Regions from separate parts of the Mus musculus genome. Here region 1 is linked to region 2. A link is a contact called in public promoter capture Hi-C data. All regions are on one chromosome and are shown on one strand. The core of a region is the stretch at or near the end of the contact, and the rest is flanking DNA. Distances in the headings are between cores, read along the strand shown.

The links. Promoter capture Hi-C pulls out the DNA fragments that hold promoters and counts their contacts.
Region 1: a promoter capture Hi-C map of the C10 cell line shows a contact between it and region 2. The contact joins the promoter of Tppp here to the promoter of Tert in region 2. A contact is called at or near these places in 2 of 39 promoter capture datasets (the C10 cell line and pre-B cells).

The regions. Positions count from the first base shown.
Region 1 is chr13:74,008,031-74,010,771 of GRCm38.p6, reverse strand. Tppp (tubulin polymerization promoting protein) reads right to left here and starts at 1,353. Exons shown (of 4, transcript NM_182839.2): 1 at 1,263-1,353. It overlaps Gm15912 (predicted gene 15912), which reads left to right and starts at 1,418. Exons shown (of 3, transcript NR_168519.1): 1 at 1,418-1,696; 2 at 1,778-1,953; 3 at 2,308-2,643.
Region 2 is chr13:73,625,419-73,628,231 of GRCm38.p6, reverse strand. Tert (telomerase reverse transcriptase) reads right to left here and starts at 1,321. Exons shown (of 16, transcript NM_009354.2): 1 at 984-1,321; 2 at 1-881. The coding sequence starts at 1,202. RefSeq lists enhancers at 1,382-1,402, 1,543-1,562 and a promoter at 1,232-2,813.

The DNA.
Region 1 (2,741 bases), core at 104-2,603, 380 kb before region 2:
CTGCAGACTTCTCCCAAGCCTCCACCCCTCATGTCTGGTTTCAGTGTTCTTAAACGGAATTTTCTAATGCTTATAAAAATTTCCAAAACCTTAGATGATAGTTAAAATAGCCATGTACCACAACCTCAAGAAATGGAGAAGGCGGACCCAAGGAGCACCAAGAGGAAAACGTGCAGCTGCGCAGGTCGCCCTCACTTCACCATCGGTTAAGACAGGGATTCTCAAAGCTGTCTATTCAAATACGCCACTTGAATAGGGCACCTTTTCTAATGGCGAGTCCCGGTGGTAATCAGGAGCTTTTCTGAATAGAGGAGTCCTTTAGAGACGCTCAGATTGTGCCCCTCCCCCTCGCCAGTCCTTCAGGGTCACGTGACGGGAGAGGGGCTGGCACGCGAGCAGAAACAGCAGCCGGCCGCCAGAGAATCCAGCTAAAGACAAGCAGGGTTTCGCGCCCCCCACCCAACTCTCCCCCGCTCCCCCAAACACACACAACATTGCTCCAGTCGTGGAGAGCTCGCGCCGCCTAAGAAAGCCACCTACACGGCCAAGGGAGCCCAGATACGCAAGTGGGCTCTGGGCCGAACGCCTCCATTCGCCCCAGGACACGCACAGGACCAATCACCAGGACACAGCCTGTCCAAAGCTGCGCCACAAAGGGTACTACTCGTCTTCCTCACCTAGTTCAAGGCCTCGTTTACATAACCGAAACCGCCGAGCAAGGGTCGAGTCCTCCCTCTCCTTCGCGCAAACGTGGGCATTCAACATGCGACCCTGACAAAACCCTCGCCATCTCGAATGAGAGATGCAGGCTCGAAAGGAGGGTGACATAGAGAACTGGCGCTGTCACCTGCAGGACGCAACGCGCGCTCAGGATTCTGGACCCATGAACCCCCGGCAGCTCCAGCTCCGGTATGCACAGCTCCGGGCGGTGGCTTCTCTTTACCCCGTTTTCCACCAGGTTCCACGAGCAGCGACCCGGGTCGCTGGCACGAGGCCTGGCACCTTGGTCTGGTGGGGAGCCGTGGGGTGTTTTCTGTCCACCGTATCAAGTGCCGACGCAATGCGCCTGGCTCAGTGTAAACGCATACCCATTCTTGACACCACTGCTCTGAGATCTCAAAGGAACTAGTTGCTTCAGCAACTAGACCTGATCTAGCCACTGCAGAGAGTGACAGGTGGCCAGCCTCACGGACCGGAGGGGTCCCGAGCCTTGGCCCCAGAACCGCGCCTCGGACCACGGACAGCGCCCAGCGCAAGCTTACCTCCAAAACGCGTCCACTGCTGCGCCTCAGCGACTAGACGCGCGCCCAGGGGCGCCGAGCTCTCAGAGCTGTCCGCCGGGCCCCGCCCTCCGGCACCGCCCACATGCCCCTCCTCCTCCCGCTCCGCCTAGGCGCGCACTAAGGCCCCTCCCAGCAGGAGCGCAGCGCACTGACACCCGAGGCAGCCACTGCCTTACAAGGCTGCCACAGGCACAGCCAGCCTATGGACGCCGCTCGACCCAGGGTGCGGTCGCTGTGGAGCTGTGGAGCGTGGGAACCGGGCTGAGGTTGGGGAAGAGCGACTAGGGCACACCTGGCCCTGGGGCCCCGGGCGTGCGGCCAGTCGCAAGTAGGGAAGCTGAGGCTGGTGGCGCAGTCGCAGACTACACTGCGCACAACCCGTTGCTGATCCCTACCTGCCTGGAGAGCTTGATGTGCGTGGTGAGATGCTGGCCACTCGGGTTACCTGCACGAAAAGGATCCTTAGAGTCTCTGCTGATTTTCCTTCCTTCTAGGGACGCTTGCCACGGGATCTCCACCCCGCTGACTCTGTGGTGAGGTCAGGGTCGCACTGGTGGCTCTGAAGAAGATTATGGGGTTAGCAAGGAGGCAATGGGGCTGGAAGATTTGGTTCAATAGACTCTTCAGTCCTCCAGGTTCTGTCTCAGACTCTAACCAAGTCACCCACTGAGTAAGTGTGTGTGTGTGTGTGTGTGTGTGTGTGTGTGTGTGTGTGAGTGAGTGTGTGTTGGGGAATTTTCTGAGTGTCTGACAAATTAACTCATGCTTGAGGAAACCTTGTTTTGAAACTTCAGAAATGGGGCCCACCTGAGCACTTGGAGCAAATTACCCCTCCCCATGGTAGTCTCTGACCCTCAGATCCCCCGGACTCTCTGCTTTCTTCGGCTACTCAAAAATGACTAAAAAGTTACTTCTAATTCTTGCTCTCCCGAGAATTCCCACTCACCATGGAAGCCATGTGAGTTCAGGACTGTGGGACTATAAGGAATGGAGAACCAGACCCAGACTCTCTCCTTTTTTATAGGGTCTTGGCTTGGCCACTTGCCTTATGTCCCACAAAGCCCCAAGTCCTGCTGTGATGGTTTGTATATGCTTGGCCCAAGAAGTGGCACTATTTGGAGGTGTGGCCTTGTTGGAGTAGGTGTGACCTGGTTGGAGTAGGTGTGTCACTGTGGGCATGGACTTAAGACCCTCACCCTAGCTGCCTGGAAGTGAGTAGCAGCCTTCAGATGAAGATGTAGAACTCTCAGCTCCTCTTGCACCATGCCTGCCTGGATGCTGCCATGCTCCCACCTTGATGATAATGGACTGAACCTCAGAACCTGTAAACCAACCCCAATTAAATGTGTCCTTTATAAGATTTGCCTTGGTCATGGTGTCTGTTCACAGCAGTAAAACCCTAACTAAGAAACCTCCCATTCTCTGAAAATCAACAATGTAAATGAAGTTCTGAAAGCT
Region 2 (2,813 bases), core at 72-2,571:
TCCACCAGTCTCCTGGCCCCAGTCAAGTTAGGCTGGAGGTTGCTGAGTAGGAATGAGGGGTTTAGACGCTCTTGGCCATCTCCCCTGGAGTAAAGGAAATGTCTGGTCTCAATAAATGGCCTGAGCTGAAAGGCATTTTGGCGGGGTGGTGACAGCAGAGATGTGGAGCTGGGCTTGTGTTTACAGCACACCGACCCAGAGAGACTCAGGTCAGACACCTTTCCTTTAGAAGACAAATCTTTCTCTGCAGTAGGCACCTCGGGGGACCGAGCAGGACTTGGCACCCATGATTTGCCTGATGGGGTTGGTAGCACCTGCCTGTGGGGTCCCTCCTCCACTCTCGGGACAGGATAGCATCTGGCCTTCTTAGCTGAAGGCACACTTGTACTGGTGAGACTCAGATGCCTCTTTGTACCTCGAGATGGCAAGGCCAGGGGTTTCGGTGCTTCCTGGCGACTACTGCTCTTGATCTGTTGTAAGAACCTAAGGTTAGTGAAATTCCTGCCCACGGGTCGGGTGGGCCTGTAACTAGCGGACACAGAGGGCCAGATATCCGTGGTGGCACAAATTTGGTACAGGGGAGACCCACACACCTGGTAGGCACAGCTGGGGGGCACCAGAAGATAAAGAGCACAGTGTGCCAGCAGGTAGACCAGCAGGTCGTCGCCCACTCGGCTCAACAGTAGCATCCATGCACCACTGACACGCAGGGTCTCAATAACAGTGTTGGGCAAGTAGCTACGCACGCTACTAGTGAAGGCCATGGGAGGCCCGCCTCTGGCCTCGTTAAGCAGCTCAAAGCCAAAAGCCAGCACGTTTCTCTCGTTGCGCTCGCAGAGTCTCTGCACAACCCTGGCCACCAGCTCTTTCAGGGATGACACCTGGTAAGGAGAAGAGGGTCTTGACACATGAGCTAGACGCACTATCCCACGTCCTCCCGGCTTTCCGCCCCTGACCCATGGGGATCCCGCCTGGAGGCCCACCTGGTGGAAGGAAAGGTCGGCAGGTGGAGGCTGTGAGCCCCAGTGCATGCACACTAGGCATTGGGCAACCAAAGTGCGGTAGATCTTCGGGTCCCCGGGTTGCACAAGCCGCCTGCCCTCGGGCCCCAGGCGCCGCACAAAGGTTGCCAGCGGCCACACCTCCCGGTATCGGCTGCGCAGCAGAGAGCGCACCGCGGGGCAACGAGGAGCGCGGGTCATTGTGCTCAAGGCCGGGATGGGCCTCCCACGTGCGGGAACCAAGATGCAAGGGTGTGCTTAGAAAACAGCCAGGACCCAGGCCACTGAGAGTCCACGACGAAAAAGATGAGGCTGGGAACGGAGGAAGGGGCGGGATTCAGGCGGACCAAGCGTTGTAGCGGAAGGGGCGGGGTCGCAGCAATAGTACTTTTCCGTTGATGGTCACAATGCTGGTGCATGAGGACCAGGTGTGTTCCCCGGCCAAGTTCAGTGGTTGCTGGATGTGTTGGAGTAACGAAAGGGGGCGCACTCATGCAGGATTTCCCTCTACAGAATGCTTCTCGGGCTTCCTTTTCGCCCTGAGCTGGGAATCCCCAGGTGGTCTAGACTGGGGCGAGGTTTGGGCAAGCAAAGAAGCCTATCCTTGATGTATTGAAGGTTAGGTAGGCGGAGGGACCTAAGGTTTTGCCTGTTCCTGAGCTGACTGCTCCAGCCTGCTGTGGTTGACACAGACAGTGAGGTGGGTGGTGGCAATCTCAGTTCTTAATGATTACAGCTGAAATTCTACTATATAGGTTAAGGCTTTATTGTGGTGCGACCATACACTCAGATCCCAAATATGTTCCGTAAACACCCACCACCAAAGGAAGGGGACTAGGTAAAAGCCCTGCGTTAGCTTTTTTCACTGTTCCAGTGGCCTTCACCTCAGAGTCCAGAGCATCATCTCAACTCACGCACCCATAGCAAGGCCAGGGCCATTGGGTGAGGGCGCTTGCCTGTGCACACAGCCAAAGCGGCGACCTCGACCTTAGGATGGCAGCTCTGCTAGGTTGGCAACTGTGATAGTACTTGCACGTGTGAGGCGGGGGTAGGATAGGGGTGGGGGTTGTTGTTGGGGCATATGTAATGACACGACTCTGAGCCATAGTTAGAGAGGGGCTGCTGAATTTTGAATCTCTGGGAAATAGGGAATCTGTGATCTCTACTGTAGCTGAGTTTGGCAAACACTGAAATGCTAACAAATATAACCTTTGGTGCCTTCAGCTTTCTGAGGAAATTGCTTCTATCCACCGACCTAGCATTTGAACAGGCGCGTTTTCATATTTACTCCCTTATAGGAGGTCTGCCGCCTTGTAAATGCTCAGGATTACAGGAGCTATTTTAGAAGTCCGTTTAGTGGACATCAGTCTTTTTGAGGGGTTTGTTTGAGATTTGCTTAGTTCTGCTACTTAGGAGATATGGGCCTGAACTGAGAAATTTATGCCAACAATGAAGCTACCTTAGTGTAGTTCCCCAAAGAAACCAGCATAGAAAACAGTCTCAAAAATAAGAATATCGCGGGGCATGGTGGTGCACACTTGTAAGCTACCTTAGTGTAGTTCCCCAAAGAAACCAGCATAGAAAACAGTCTCAAAAATAAGAATATCGCGGGGCATGGTGGTGCACACTTGTAAGCTACTCTTGGGAAGTAGAGGCAGGATGAGAAGGCATTCAAAACCAGGCCAGCTACATGCTGAAATTTAGGTCCACTTGGGCAAAATGAGACCCTGCCTCAAAAAAACAAAGAAGAGGAGGGAGGGGGTAGCACTTGCTGACTACACAACCCTGGGTTCAAGCATCAGAATCAAATAA